Linked DNA regions of Pan troglodytes: region 1 is linked to region 2. The links are chromatin contacts, called in public Hi-C maps. All regions are on one chromosome and are shown on one strand. The core of a region is the stretch at or near the end of the contact, and the rest is flanking DNA. Distances in the headings are between cores, read along the strand shown. Region 1 has its middle 30 kb from the start of TTLL11. Region 2 has its middle 24 kb from the start of PTGS1.

What was found. A called contact is a pair of places that touch in the nucleus more often than the background predicts.
Region 1: a Hi-C map of stem cell-derived neural progenitor cells shows a contact between it and region 2, with 15 times the contacts expected there. The contact joins two enhancer-like sites. A contact is called at or near these places in 5 of 7 Hi-C or Micro-C datasets (blood, induced pluripotent stem cells, a lymphoblastoid cell line and 1 more), 1 of 1 datasets of contacts at active chromatin or transcription factors (stem cell-derived excitatory neurons) and 1 of 1 other capture datasets (stem cell-derived neural stem cells).

Annotation. Positions count from the first base shown.
Region 1 is chr11:16,320,589-16,327,793 of NHGRI_mPanTro3-v2.0_pri, reverse strand. No RefSeq gene overlaps it. Among named protein-coding and RNA genes, the nearest start is that of TTLL11, 30 kb to the left of the region's middle. Within about 2 kb of position 5,858, at least 9 of the 24 cell types and tissues checked have an H3K27ac peak or open chromatin away from gene starts, as enhancers often do. A contact at or near this core is called in stem cell-derived neural progenitor cells, where this site is marked.
Region 2 is chr11:16,096,167-16,104,041 of NHGRI_mPanTro3-v2.0_pri, reverse strand. No RefSeq gene overlaps it. Among named protein-coding and RNA genes, the nearest start is that of PTGS1, 24 kb to the right of the region's middle. Within about 2 kb of position 4,326, at least 7 of the 24 cell types and tissues checked have an H3K27ac peak or open chromatin away from gene starts, as enhancers often do. A contact at or near this core is called in stem cell-derived neural progenitor cells, where this site is marked.

The DNA of each region.
Region 1 (7,205 bases), core at 4,609-7,108, 220 kb before region 2:
AAAATACAAAAATTAGCTCGGTGTGGTGGCAGGTGATTGTAATCCCAGCTGCTCAGGAAGCTGAGGCAGAAGAATTGTTTGAACCCGGGAGGCGGAGGTTGCAGTGAGCCGAGATCGTGCCACTGCACTCCAGCCTGGACGACAGAGTGAGACTCCATCTCAAAAAAAAAAAAAAAAAAAAAAAAAAAGATGGGGATACATTCTGAGAAATGTGTCACCGGGCAATTTTGGTGGGCAAACTTACATGAACCTAGATGGTGTAGCCTACTGCACAACTAGGCCACATGACATAGCCTATTGCTCCTACACTATAAACCTGTACAGCATGGTACTGTGCGGAATACTGTCAGCAGTTGTAATGCAATGCTAAGTATGTGTGTATCTAAATATATCTGGATGGTTTCCCTGCAGGTAACAGCTGGCTCTGATGTCCTAAGGAGACCCCAGCGCCATGACAAACCCAGGGATCTCTGATTGCTCCCAGCCTGAGTCGGTTCATATCCTACATGGGAGGCTGAATCCACCATCCCTCCTGCAGACGTACCCTCTCCTCTCCCTTGTCCCTGCAGAGGCCAGGGCTGCAGGGGATGAGGCTCGCCCCTAGGACTGCATGACCCTGTCTACAGGTTTGGAGGCTCCTCAGCTCAGCCTCGGCCCCTGGGCTCTTGTCTTGCTAAGCCCAGCAACCCAGCTCCCACTGGGCTTGGTGGCTTCTTGAAGTGGATCATGCCTTGCACCTCCCCCTCCTCTCCAGAATATTCTATGTGTGCCGAGACTCCCAGAACAGGAGACATTTGGCTACATCACCCAAGATGGTGCCCACTTTCCATTGCCATGGGTCTAAGAAAAGGTGAAGTTCCCTCCCCCAGCCCTTCCCTGCCTGCTGAGGGGTAGGACATGTGTCCCCATTTGCTGTGGATGCAGGGAGACCTGGAGAAGTGCTCTGTGCTCTGAGTAAGGCATGTTCCCCTGTAAGTGTGCCCATGACAGCTTGTGTATGCATATGTGCATACATGGATATGCATGTTTGTTGGCAGGGATCTGTGCACATTTGTAGGTCTGCCTTTCTACCCGTCTTGTGTTCTGGACTGTGCACATATCTGCCTTGACAGACTTATCAACGTTCACACACTGGCTACACCTGTACCTTGTCTCTATGTGTGGCTGCGTGCGTGAGTCTGCTGGAGCTTGTGTCTGCACTTGTGTGGCTGAGCTGTTTACACCTGTCTGAATATGAGGGGTGTGTTCACGTGTCCCCTGAACGCACACTAGTGCATGTGTCCCTTCTGTGTGTGTCAAGGCAGGCCACACAGCCATGAGGACCATAGCCCAGGCCTTGGAAGTTTTCCACAAGCTTAGACTCTAGCACCCACTGCACATGGCAAATGGCACCAGTGACCTGCCGTGGAAGGCACAGATGCCAGAGGGCACCACTACTCCAGCAGGAGCAACACCAACAAGGCCAGCACCAGCCCCACCCATGGCCTCCAGAGATCCTGGAGCCTGGAGGGCCCAGACGAGCTGGCAGCTCCAGGCTCCAGGCTCCTCAAGGTCCCACGGACAGGCCAAAATCCAGACAGCGGGAAGGGACAGCACAAGCCGGAGCCTGGGGACCAGAGGCAGTTTGGGGGTGCTCCATGGGGCCATACCCCAAGCCTGCTCTACATATTCTTCTAGGGCTCCAGAAGTGGGGAAAACCACAGGTGCGGAAGGCTGCCCCACAGGTGCACAGGTACAGGTGTGAGGCTGACATAGGTGGATGAAGGATCAGAATCAAGAAGAGGAGATACTTCCTGCCTGATGAGTCTCTAGCTGTCCCCTCCAGGGCACTAGGCCCCAGCACCTCCTTCTCTCCTGTCTTTGGGGCACCCAGCCATGGCCCCAGCCCCTTGGGCTCCAGCAGCAGCAGCAGATACAGGAGGCTGAGGCTCAAGTGAGAGTGGCTAGTGGGCAAGTGAGCTGAGCAGGTGGAGGCCAGACCACCCTTTCCCATCCCAGCTGGCCGGGCCACAGGTGCCACTCGATGAGGCCTCAGCTAAGCACCGAGACAGTTGCCCTCAGACAGCCCACGCCAGCCAGCTCCCTGCACCAACCGGAAGCTCCTGCGGCACCTGGCACCACCCGAGGCCCGCCTGGGAAAGAGAGGGCCTGAGAGCCAACTCAGCCTGGCACCCGGGAGGCGATGGTCTGGTGAGACTTGGGAAGCTGAAGGTCCTGCCCCAGGTGGAACTCAGAAAGATAAAGAAATGGCAGCTCAGAGATAGGAGGGGACTTGCATAGGCTGCCTGTCCAGGCAGCGGCCAAGCTCTTGTGACTGTAGAGTCCTTTATTACCCTTTCCCACTCCCAAGCCAAAATGCTGGTACCAGGACCCAACTGAGTCAGATCCATCTTCAGTTTCCCCTAGACACCCAGTGGGCTCCAAGAGGCCAAATCCCGGGGACTGGACCCCTAGGACAAGTCGGTGACCCAGGGTTGCCTGCCCTTCTTTGCCCCAATACCAGGACTGCCCTGGGCCTATAACATGCTTTCCTGAATTCTGGATAGGTCTCCCTACCACAGCTCAGAGAGGGTTGCCCACTTGCCCAAGATCACACAGCCGGGGAGCTGGCACCGGACAACTGGCCCGTGGGTGCTCTCCTGTGTCACTGTCCTCGGTTGCCCTGGGCTGGCCCAGCTTCTGAGGGGAAGGGGCCCTCCATAGAGGTACTGTCTCCCCAGGCCACTTCTTGCTCCTGCCCTGGCTTCAGCTTCCCTGCCACCCACCAGCAGTGATCAACTAAAGCCACACTTTGTCAGACATGGAATGAGGCTCCAACCCTGACTCCTTGTCCCCAGCTGAGGCCACCAGCAGCCACCAGCACACCAGCCCCTCTGAAGATCTGATGGCGGCCCAGAGCCAGGAATCAACTGTCGTGACCCTCACATTGCCCCTCCCACCAACTGGCACCAAAGGACTGCAGACCCACAGGGCAGCACTGGGAGGCATCCCAGGATAGGGCGGGGCTGCCTCAGAGACCTGAGGACCAGCAGTGCTGAGGAGACTCTCATGCTCTTTCCCTCCTTGTCTCGATGAGCCCTGAGGCCCAAAGAGGGCACAGGTGCTGACATGTCCCAGAGAGGGCAAACAGTGGCAGGACAAGGAGCCTGGACAAAGAGCCAGAGCTCTGCCCTGGGGGCAGACAGAAGAGGCAGAGGCAGCCCCACCCCCACCCCAGTACTCCCCGTAAGAGGAAGCAGAGGCCACCTTCACAGACGGTCGCTGCAGGCAGGTTTAACCCAAGCTCATGGGATGGTCTGTCCTCACTCAGCTAACCTTGCACACGCCTGTAGGCCTCCTCGGGCTAGCATTCTGTGTTCTCACCACATGCCATACCTGTGCCATTGACCTTACTCACTTTACACACTTATTGTGGTCAGATGGGGGGTGTCACATTGAGCTGGGAAGGCGGTAAGGGGATGCAAAATGAAGGGGATCCCAACAGGGTCCAAGAGAATATGATGTCCAACTGCCCCATTTTGCGGAGAAAGAAACTGAGGCCCAGAGAGCCCAAGGACGCATCACAGATGAAAACAGCATCTGGAAGCCGACTCCTTACAGAAGCCTGAGCCCACGCAGGACCTGCTTTTATGCTGCCCCCTTGTGGTCAGAGGAGGGACTGCCACCCAGAGGCGCCCCCTGCCTTGAGTCCACTGAAATATTTGGTCTCCTTTTCTCCTTCTGAGGTCAGCTCGCCTCAACCCTACCCCAGGGTCTTACTCCCTCCTTGTTTGTAGGTCCGGAGGCTCCTCAAGGGCAAAGGGCACCCGAGTGTCCCCACCAAAGGCTGGCCCCCTTGAGCAGAGATACGTGGAGAGGTGACCAGCTTTGCTTTACTGAGCCTGCCTGGCAGCCCCACAGCCACATCCGGGCCCCCTCTTCAGTCCTCATCTCCGTGCCTCCTCTTGTTTTCTACATGACTAATCATGTCCTCTTTCTTGGAACCCCCTCCTTCCTTGGCCCCAGTGATGCCACACTCTCCTGGGTTTCCTCCAGTCTCCCTGGGTGTTCCTTCTCTCTTTTGTGGGCATCTTGTTCCCCTTGGTCCCAGCCTGTTGGTGCCCCCTGAGCCTCTTGTTTTTGCCTGGATTTGGAGCTGGGCCACCTAGCCGGCAAGCAGGTAGACACCTCAGGGCACCATCAGACCAGGAGCATCAAACAAGGAAGACGAGGAGGAAAATGTGTTTCTGTGAACCCATGGATGTGACGATTGCAAACTTTTTTTGTTTTTATTTTTATTTTATTTTATTTTTTTTGTTTTTTGAGATGGAGTCTCACTCTGTTGCTCAGGCTGGAGTGTAGTGGTGCGATCTCGGCTCACTGCAACCTCTCCCTCCCAGGTTCAAGCAATTCTCCTGCCTCAGCCTCCCGAGTAGCTAGAATTACAGGCATGCGCCACTATGCCCGGCTAACTTTTTGTATTTTTAGTACAGACGGGGTTTCACCATGTTGGCCAGGCTGGTCTCGAACTCTTGACCTCAGGTAATCTGCCCATCTTGGCCTCCCAAAATGCTGGGATTACAGGTGTGAGCCACCGTGCCAGGCCAAGAGTTTTGTAAGGCATGTAAGTGTTACATTTTATAATTTAATTTAGACTCCTTTTTGACTCATGGGGGTGAGGTGAACACCATATCTTTGGTGCTTAGGGCTTCCAAGGACCTTTCCTGGGTGGCCTCAGCTGTGCACTGCCTTCAACCACCTGTCAGTAACCTTCCAACTCCCAAGTGAATATCTCCAGGCCTGATTTCAACTGCCTCCTGGATACCTCTCCAGACATCCCCTTGGCTCTCAGGCTCTAGGCTGATACCTCTCCAGACATCCTCTCCAGACATCCCCTTGGCTCTCAGGCTCTCAGGCTCTCACAGCCACATCAGACTCATCATCTCTCCCCCAGGCCCCTTTGTCAGCACTGATATGCCCCAAGGTAACTTCATCTTCCGGCTCCATGCCCACCATGGCCAATTCCTCACCAAAGCCTGGCGAGTCCATCTCCTTAATAGCTCTGGGATCTGCGTCGTTCTTGCCACCTCACTCCTGCCCCTGTCCTGGTCCAGGCCACCACATCCCTCCCATCTGGCCCTCCTGCCTCCTTAGCTGGTGCTCACATTCCCATCTGAGCAAGTCGCTTCTTAGCTGGTGCTCCTTAAGCTTCTCCTTAGCTGGTGCTCACATGCCCATCTGACCAAGTTGCTTCCCTGTCTGGGCCTGTCTCCAGATCCCTGTCCCCCAGAATAAAGCCCACACACCTAATACTGGCCTCGAAGACCTCCAAGGGGTTGCCTGGCCACCCTCCACAGCCTCATCTCCCGCCACCCAGGATCTCACCCTGCTGTTCGAGGTGCTGAGATGCTGTCAGAGTTTGATGACTGACAAACAAACCAAACAGGAGAGTGGCTGGGCTGGGGTGAAGTAGGAGAAGACTAGACATACCTCCCAGGGCTCTTCAAGCTGGCGATGACCTATGAAGTTGTCCACTCTGCCACTAAAGACCACCAATCTGCAAGTGGTCCCAGCCCAACTCGTACTCCTCCCATGATAAGGAGCTCCGCCCCCTCACCATCCCTGGACTGATCCTTCTGTGAGCAAGTTCTGCTCACATGTTCTGCATTACATGCAGATTGGGGTAGGGAACTGGAACTCAAAAGACCCTCGACCCTAGGAACACAAATTCCTTTTCCTCCCTGAAATCCCATCCCTGGGAGTCCCAGTTCTCTGGGTCTGGGCTTGGACACCCTCATCGTGGCTCAGCTGTGGTTCTAGGAAGCTAGCCAGAGCCTGACAGAGAGATTGCCAAGACAGCCGCCAGAGGGCAGTGCTGCCCCACACACGCCCAGGGGCCAGCCTGCCTTTGTGTCTCAGGCTGCGTGGGTCTTTCAAGGAGAGGCTGCGTGTCTATGTTTGTGTGTATGTGACTGTGGGAGTCTATTACTTTGTGTGTCTCTGGCGGCAGGGTTGGGGGTTGTCTAGGCCAGTTGGTATATGTGGTTGTCCATTTTTTGCTCACGTCTGAATACCCCAATTTCCATCCCAGGAAGGGGTGCAGATGCCTGGTTACTCAGTGGGGCCCCAGGCAGGACGGGGAGGAGCACGGCCATCCTCTGAAGAGCCCTCGCCACCATCACCCCCACCATGAGCCTCCAGCCAGACTGGGCCTCAGGTACCTGTCAGTTAAGTCAATGACCCAGTGACAAGGACCAGTTAGTTGTCCTTGTCACTGTCTGGAACCCAGGGCCAGTCCTGGTCTGTGGCGTCCAGGTGCTGCAAACCCCCAGTCCCTCCCTCCCAGCCTCCTCTCCCCTCCTGCCCACCATCACCATACAACAAGGACAGGGAGACTATACCCCCATATCACAGTGGAGGTGTCCGTTTGATCAGCCTTGAGCTGGACACCAGAGCTTCCTGGTGACTCACCGGCAGCCCCCAGGCTGGTCAGGCCCGGGAGAAGGACGCCAGTGTACCCTGCCTGCTGCTGTACCTGCAGGACATGCCTGGACACCAGCGTGCTCTGGGAGGGAGCTGTCCTGTTGCCTGCGGTGGTGGGGACAGGGGAAGGCTGCTCTGAGCTGTACTTGGGATGCGTCTGGGAAGACAGGAAGGGCGTGCCAGCAAGAGAACAGCATGTGCAGGGCAGGGAGGTGTGAGGGCGCAGCCTGGGCAGCCAAGGGGCCTGAGCCGCAGGATAAGTGGGTCTGGTGGCATGCGGGAGGCGGCAGAGGCAGCGGGCAGGGAGGGGCCTCTCTCCCCAGCAGCTTGGTTGCGGGGACGAGCCAAGCCACCCCATGCTCACAGCCAAGGCAGGGGTCTTGAGACCCGCCTCATACCTCTGTGACCTCCAAGGAGCAGACAGTCCCCGTTACTGCCCCTGCTGTCCCCAGGGACCCAGGAACGCAGGGAATGTGCAGCTGGAGGGGGAGGGACAGCGACTGACATTCTAGACCGGTGATGCACCCAGTTAGAGGCCTAGAGCGAGGAGAGGAAGTGTGGGGCACAGAATAAGGAGAGAGAGAACAGAGGGAGAAAGAGACACCGGGAGGGGAAGGGAGACAGAGACGGGGAGTCGGAGGAGGGAGCGGAGAGAACCGAGGGAAGGGGGTGCCAGGAGGAGGGGTAGGGAGAACTTTCTTGGCCTCCCTGCTCGCGCCCTCCCGGGCAATCAGGCCGGCAGG
Region 2 (7,875 bases), core at 3,077-5,576:
TTCCTTAAGTGATTTTAAAACAGGGGACCCAGTCCATGCAGGGGGCCAGTGGGGCCTCCAGAATTGCAGGGCCTGGAGGAGGCAGCATCAGTACATTAGGCAGAAACCACTTGTCCGGGGTTGTTAGAGGCCTCTGGGGCCCGGGGAGCGGGGGGTAGGGCAAAGTGGGCCTCCAACACTCTGGAGCAATTGATATAAAATAAACTCCATAATCAGGTAAATGCATTCGTGCGGGGGATGGTTCCCGTGCAGCTGTGGGCGTCCCCCAGCCGGAGGGGACCTGTCTAATCTCAGGGTAATGAAAACGTGGGTCTAATTACCGCAGAGGGCCGAGGCCTGGGCCACGGCCGGAGTTGGGGAGTGGGGGCCCTGGCAGCGGAATTAGAACATTTAAGCTGTCACACCAAATCCGGGAGAGGCCTGATTACCTGGCCCTAGAAGAGGCCGCTTTGGTTTGGTGTCGACTATAATTTCCTGGCCACCAGCCGTGAAGCCAAGGGCCACCTTCTCTCCCCTGTGATGGGGGTCCAGGTTCTGCCTCTTTGACCCCCCCCACCCTCACATCAGACCCACCCAGGGGAGCCCGCCTGGGCCTCCCAAGCTGCCCGTGTGGGGTAGATAGGGGAACAGGTCCACCAGTCACACATACCGGCTACGTGTATGCACACAGGTTATAGGTAAATGCCTTAAGGAAAGTGTGCATGCTGGCAGAGGGTGAATGAACATGAGCAGATGTGTATATGGTACATCTACATTTGTTGTGTGCACACTCTACTTTGGAGTGTATGTGTGGGTTGCAGGTACAAGTGGTATGAATATACTGGGTGTGGGTAAATAATAGGAGATGTGTCTATATGGATTATGTGCAGGTGATCCACCTTTTTTTTTTTTTTGACTTTTTTTCTGAGACAGGGTCTTACTCTGTCACCCAGGCTGAAGTGCAGCGGTGCAATCATGGCTCACTGCAGCCTGGACCCCCTGGGCTCAGGCGATCCTCCCATCTCAGCCTCCTGAGTAGCTGGGACTACAGGTGGGCACTACCGTGCCCAGCTAATTCTTTTTATTTTTGCAAAGATGAGGTCTTCCTATGTTGTCCAGGCTGGGCTGATCCATCAAGGGGGCAAGTGAGTGGTTCGTGCCTATGGGCTGTATGTTCATGATGCTACAAATGGGAAATGTGCACACAGCAGGGCCACATGTATGCAGGTTACATGTGGTATGTGTTCACAGTGGTGTGTGCTGGTAAGTGCCATGAAAGCAAGAAGCTGACCGCTGTACCCCAGCATCTAGCCTGGCACATGGTGGATAGCTGTTGATTATATAGATGCTCAATGACTAGAAGCCGTTATCTTCAGCAAACAAACGCAGGAACAGAAAACTAAATACCGCATGTTCTCACTTACAGTGAGAGCTGAATGATGAGAACACACGGACAGATGGGGGAGGAACGACATACACTGGGGCCTGTTGGAGGGTGGAAGGTGGGAGGAGGGAGAGCATCAGGAAGAATAGCTAATGGATGCTGGGCTTAATACCTAGGTGATGGGATGATCTGTGCAGCAAACCACCGTGGCACACGTTTACTTATGTAACAAACCCGCACATCCTGTACATATACCTCTGAACTTTAAATAAAAGTTGGAAGTCGGGCTGGGCACAGTGGCTCACGCCTGTAATCCTAACACTTTGGGAGGCTGATGAGGGTGGATCACCTGAGGTCAGGAGTTCAAGACCAGGCTGGCCAACATGGCAAAACCCCGTCTCTACTAAAAATACAAAAATTAGCCGGGCATGGTGGCGGGCACCTATAGTCCCAGCTACTCGGGAAGCTGAGGCAGGAGAATCGCTTGAACCTGGGAGGTGGAGGTTGCAGTGAGCTGAGATCACGCCATTGCGCTCCAGCCTGGGCAACAATAGTGAAACTTCGTCTCAAAAAAAAAAAAAAAAAAAAGTTGGACGTCAAATAAACAAACAAACACACAAACAAAACTATAGATGCTCAACGAATTTATGTCTGTGTGATACGTACAGGGGAACTATGTGAGGCATGTGTTGATGATATGAGCATTTGGAGTCTACAGGGAATGTGCCTGATGTGTGTGTGTGTGTGTGTGTGTGTGTGTATTTGTCCCCATTGGGTGATTGGGGGGCATGAGCTGCAGATACAGTACTGTGGAATGCTGAACTGCCTCCTCCACTTACAGGTTGACCTTAGGGAAGTCATTTAACCCCTCTGAGCCTGACTTCTCATCTGTGACACAGATACTAATAATCACAGCTAACATTTACTGAGCACTCAGTCTATGTGTGGCACTGTACTATACGCTTCTCATGCATGATGATCTCATTGACTTCCCAACAACTCAAAAAAGGAGGTACTACTATCGGCCCCATTTTACAGATGGGGAAACAGAAGCTTGCCACAGGTTAGATAATGGTGAAGCCAGGATTCAAACTCAGGTGATCTGACTGTGGTGTGAACTTTTAGCAGCCAGGCTAAATGAATAGGACCTGTTGCATAGGCCTGTCCGAAGGATTGAATGAGGTCATCCACCCAGAAGTGCATATGGCACATAGTAATCACTCGGTAAATGTTATTGCTATTATTTGCACATCGATATGGGACATATAAAACAGCTACAAGAATGTGTGGGAAATGGGCATGTAGTATATTTGTGACAGAGAGATGTGTAGCTGTGTTTGTGTGGTGTGTATAGACATACATTTACACAAGGTTTATGACACATGTATTTGGGTATATGAATATACGATATATTTTACATGATGAACACAAGGCATGTAAATCCATGTATTATGATGTCTTTGGATGTACTATATTGACATGTGGCTTATGAAATTAGACAAGCACATACTTGAGGGGTGTGATACACATATGGTCTACCCGGGGTCTGCATATGTATACATCTAGGGTGCAGGCATAAATGTGCACATGGCACACAGCAGGACACTTGTGTGCACAGAAGTGATACATATTATAGATGCAGATGCCATAGAGAGAGATCAGATGTAGGCCAGGTGGTGGCTAATGCCTGTAATCCCAGCACTTTGGAAGGCTGAGGCAGATGGATCACTTGAGCTCAGGAGTTCAAGACCAGCCTGGGCAACATGGCAAAACCCGTCTGTGCAAAAAGTAGATAAATTAGCCAGGCGCAGTGGCGTGCACCTGTAGTCCCAGCTACTCAGGAGGCTGAGGCAAGACAATTGCTTGAGCCAAGGAGGTGGAGGTTGCAGTGAGCCCAGATTGTGCCACTGCACTTCAGCCTGGGTGATGGGAGTGAAACCCTCTGTCTCAAAAAAAAAAAAAAAAAAAAAAAAGGTATGCATGTAGCAGAGATAGTATGCATGTTGTATACTAGACTATGTATATACTGTATACCATGCATTTATATGGTCTAGTATGTGCAGATGTATGTGAGGTGCTTATGCATGGGGTATTTATAGGCATGTGGATGTAAGTGGAGTATGTTTGTGTAATACATATACTTGGAGGTATATATTGTATATACTTTTGAGATGTATCTATTTGTTTGTGAAACATATTTTGTGCATCTTTGCTCCAGCGTCACCTTCTTAAGTTAAAATACCCATAGCTACCCTGTTTAAAACAGCCCCAATTTCCCACCAGTCCCTTCTTCCCTTTTCTCCCTAAAAGTATTGATTTTTAATATACCATATAATGTAGTAATTTAGGATGTTCTGTTTCCTCCCTCACTAGAGCATAAACTTCAGAAGTCCAAAGCTCTTCTCAGTTTTTACTGTATTGGCCGCCATCCATTACAGCTCACTGCAGCCTGCATGGAACTCATGGGCTCAAGCGATCCTCCCTCCTCACCTACCCGAGTAGCTGGGACTACAGGCGCGCGCCACCACGCCTGGCCAGCTTTTCTCTTTGTTCACGCTGGACCCCCAGTGCCTGGCACAGGGCCTGGTCCCTGGCAGATGCCCACCCACTCAGCCACCACGTGTGGAAGCAACACGTGGATGTCTGCGCAGGCAATGCGGCTGTGTGGGGCACGTGCAGCGTGCAGTGGAGACTTAGGTGCATGGCACAGACACGCATGTTACAAGGGGTGCGACCGGCAGAAGGCTTGTGCGCGCGCCTGAATACACGACGGCCGCCTGCCCGCTGCCGCTTGCCCATCGCTAGGTCACCTCGCACCCTCGCCCGGCGGCCCTCGGTGGGCGGCTCCGGCCGTCTCCCGGGGCGCGACCCCGTGTACCCGCGCGGCGGTCCCGGGCTGCTGTCATTTCCCGGCGGCCGCAGGGCGGGGAGTGAGCGGGCCGCGGCCCGGCCGGGCGGGCAGGAAGCGCGCATTGTTCGCGGGCCGCGGCCCGGCAGGGAGTTCCCGGCCCCGCGCGGACATAAAAGGAGAAAGAGCGCCCGCGGAGCGGCCCGGGCGGCCGGGGGAAGCGCGGCCCCGTGCTCCGCTGACCCCGGCGTCCACTCCCGGCTCCGCCCATCGCCTTCGAGGCGCAGATTCGAATCCCGGCTCGCCGCCTTCCTGAGCCTGGGAAATGAACGTTGGCTACTGGAAGCCCTCTCAGGGAAGACCCCCGTGCTCGCCCCCTCCACTCCCCGCGTCCAGTTTCCTGCTCCGCTAAAAACCCAACCCTGTGCTACGGTTCCTCAGCCTCCTGACAAGAGAAGGTGCACAGTGAAACCCAGGATTTCGGAGGAAAGTTTCACCAGCTAAGAAACCTACCACTGTAGCTTGAGCCACGCCCCGCAACTCTGGGCTAAAACACCCTCTTCTGAGCGGAACGTTGTTTGCAGGCACCTTTATGGATGGGAAACAGAGACCCGGAAGAGGAAAAACTTGCTTAAGGCCATCAATAACAAAAACCCTATTGTGCAAAATTTTTACAAACCGGGGGCTTTCTCCCGTGCTTAGAGGCATTGCCACTTTCATGGTGGTTGTTGATTGAAAAACTGATGGAATGATCACTTACTGGGTGAACCGGCGTCACACCTGATACTGAATCCTCACGTCCCTTTTGGAGGTGGACATGAGTAAACTGAGGCCCAGAGATATAAAGTGTCTTGCCCCAGCTGGTTGAGGAATGGGACTCGGCCCTGCTCTGTTTTGGGAGATGTTACTCCTGACAATGCTGGCACCATAATCTTGGGCGGGGACATATTTGCATAAGGGTTAAGATCTAATCAAGTCAGGAAAAAGTAAGGAGTTAGCAACCCCACCCATTGCAGCCCAGCCCAGCCCATAGCATTGAGCTTTGCCCTCTTGGCCTAGATTGTCCTCTTGCCTCTTTGGTGGGAAAAGGTAGGAAAGGAAAAGGTTGAATCTTCACAGTTCCCACAGGGGCCCAGAGAGGTTAAGTGAGTGGCACCAGGTCACACAGCAAAATGGCTGTGAAGCAGAGCCTCCACTCACACACAGCCAGACCTCTCTTTTTGGGGAGAACCCTCTTCCTGCGTCCTGAAATTTTGGGGACCTGTCCTGAGGTGTCTTCACCCACTAGGCCAGGAGATTCTGATTATGGAGAAACGGCCTCCCCTCCACCCCTATCCCTGCCCGGCCGGGGAACCCTACACCCTGGGGTAATTGAGATCAGATGCAGCTGTGACCCACAGAATGCTCCCTAGGAACCTGGAAGCATTTATTGTCTGGAAGAGAATCCAGGGCTATCCTCCCTCCCTTGCTGTCCCCTCCCCAGGCGGCCTGGCCGAAGGTGGATCGGGCCTGAGGAGCCTCTGGTGCTGCCCCGGGTTAGAGCAGAGGCCTTGATGAATACGACTGCTGAAAGCGTCTTCCTGGCTTCCTCCTTCCTGGGGATATGGTTACAGGGGGCCAGACTTCCTGCCCAGCCTGCCTTCACCTTCGCCTTTTTAGCAAAGTGTGGTTCTGCAGGCTCTCCTCCTGCAGGCAGCTCCACACGCCCACCCCCATGCTTTGCAGCTGGGGCACCGGCTGGCCCCATTTCATTCAGAGCCCAGCTCAAATGTCACCTCCTCAGGGAGACCCTCCCTGGCCACCCTATATGAACCAGCCCACCTACCAGCAGTCCTTCCCTCTCACCCTGTTTAATTCTCTTCATATCACTTATCTTTAGTTGGGTGGTTCATTTATTTTCTTTCAATAATGTTTATTTCCTCTCCCCACCGCAAGAATGTGAACCCTGGGAGGAAGGGGACTTTGTCCTGCTCACTGCTGTATCATGAAGCCTGGAACTGTGCTTGGCACATAGTAGGTGCTCAGTAAATACTGGCTGAAAGAACAAGGCAAGGACTGAGCACCTACTTTTGACCTCTGAACTTGGAAGTTGACCTTGAATCACGTTGCTCTGAGGTGAGGTTTGCAGTTTCGGATCTCCACCCTTTGGCTTGTCCTGATTGCCCATCTCTGGTATAAATCCCCACTATCTTTTTTTTTTAAGACAGAGTCTCACTTTGTCACCCAGGCTGGAGTGCTGTGGTATGATCTCGGCTCACTGCAACCTCTGCCTCCCAGGTTCAAGTGATTCTCCTGCCTCAGCCTCCCGAGTAGCTGGGATTATGGGTGCCTGCCACTACACCTGGCCCCTGGTCTCCAATTTCTTGTGTCTGGATTTTGGTTCTCTCTCCTCACTCAACAAGCCCATTTTACATGGTAGTGCTATGAAGTCGGGCAGGGTGCCTGCTGGCCAATACCATACCTTTGTCTGACTTGAGAAAAGGTGCTCCCTAATGGGAGGATGCAGTCCTGCTGGTCCCCAGCTTGACCAACAGAAAGTGAACTTACATGAAGAAAACGGACCATCTTTTTTGGCTGACACAGCCCCACACTTGGGCATAGGTTGGCTGATTTCAGACCTCTTGTGTAGTGCACAGACTCCACAGGTGTGTGACTTGTGCTTGGTTTAATCTTCTACTGCTATTGTCTTGAACATTTTAATATTTGAACAAGGGGCTGCGTATTTTTATTCTTCAAAGGGCCCCTCAAATTATGTAGCTAGTCCTGATTCTACACACAGTCCTGATTAGGTGTTAGCTGCCGCCATTATACAGAGGGGGGAAGCTGAAGCCCAGAAAAGGTGACCACTAACGTGGCTCAGTGAAGCCTGGTGGGGCAGAGGCTGGTCTGCCAGCTCCTAGCTGGGTGAGGCTGGGCACACTCTGTTATGGGGGAAACAGGCATGGTCCCCTCCCCTGACCCCCGCAGGTGCTCAGGATCAGAGAGAAGAGAGATGCTGTTCATTTGTTTGCATTGCCTGGACACAGCAGGTGCTTGGTACTTGTGGGGGACTGAGGTGCCAGGGCAGTGTGGTAGAGGGAGTGACGCTTTCCATTAGGGGCTTTGGAGAGGGCTCCCTGGAGGAGGTGTCAAGGGATCTGACATTGAAGGATGAGGAGGGTTTGAATCAAGAGAGGAGGGGAAGGATATTCCCAAGAGAAAGTCCAGGATGGGCAAAGATCGCTCAGTCTGGATAGGAGAATGAGGATGGCACTGGAGAGGTAGGGGCCTCAACGTCAGGGTGAAGATTTTATCTTCTGTGTGGGCTTGGGAGAGTCCCCAGCTTCTACTCCAACCACAGCAGATCAGTGTAAACATGTTTTCTGTTTTATACATGGGATGGAGGTGCAGGGAGTGAGAGGGTCTTTGGATTTTGCTTGTAAAAAAAGAAGTTGCCTCTAAAAATATGTTTAAAAGCCACAGCTGTCAGGGATGGAAAACAGAGAAGGAATTAATACTCTGTCTGGCAGCTCTGGCCTTCTTTCCTTAAGGAGGGTTTGCCCTCTTTAAGGAAAACCCATAGCCTCAGAGAGGGGCAGGTGTCTGCTCTGGGTCCCTGGTGTATCTAGAACCCAGGACTCCTGACTACTAGATTGGTGCTTTTTTGACTTCATAGCTGCAGGAA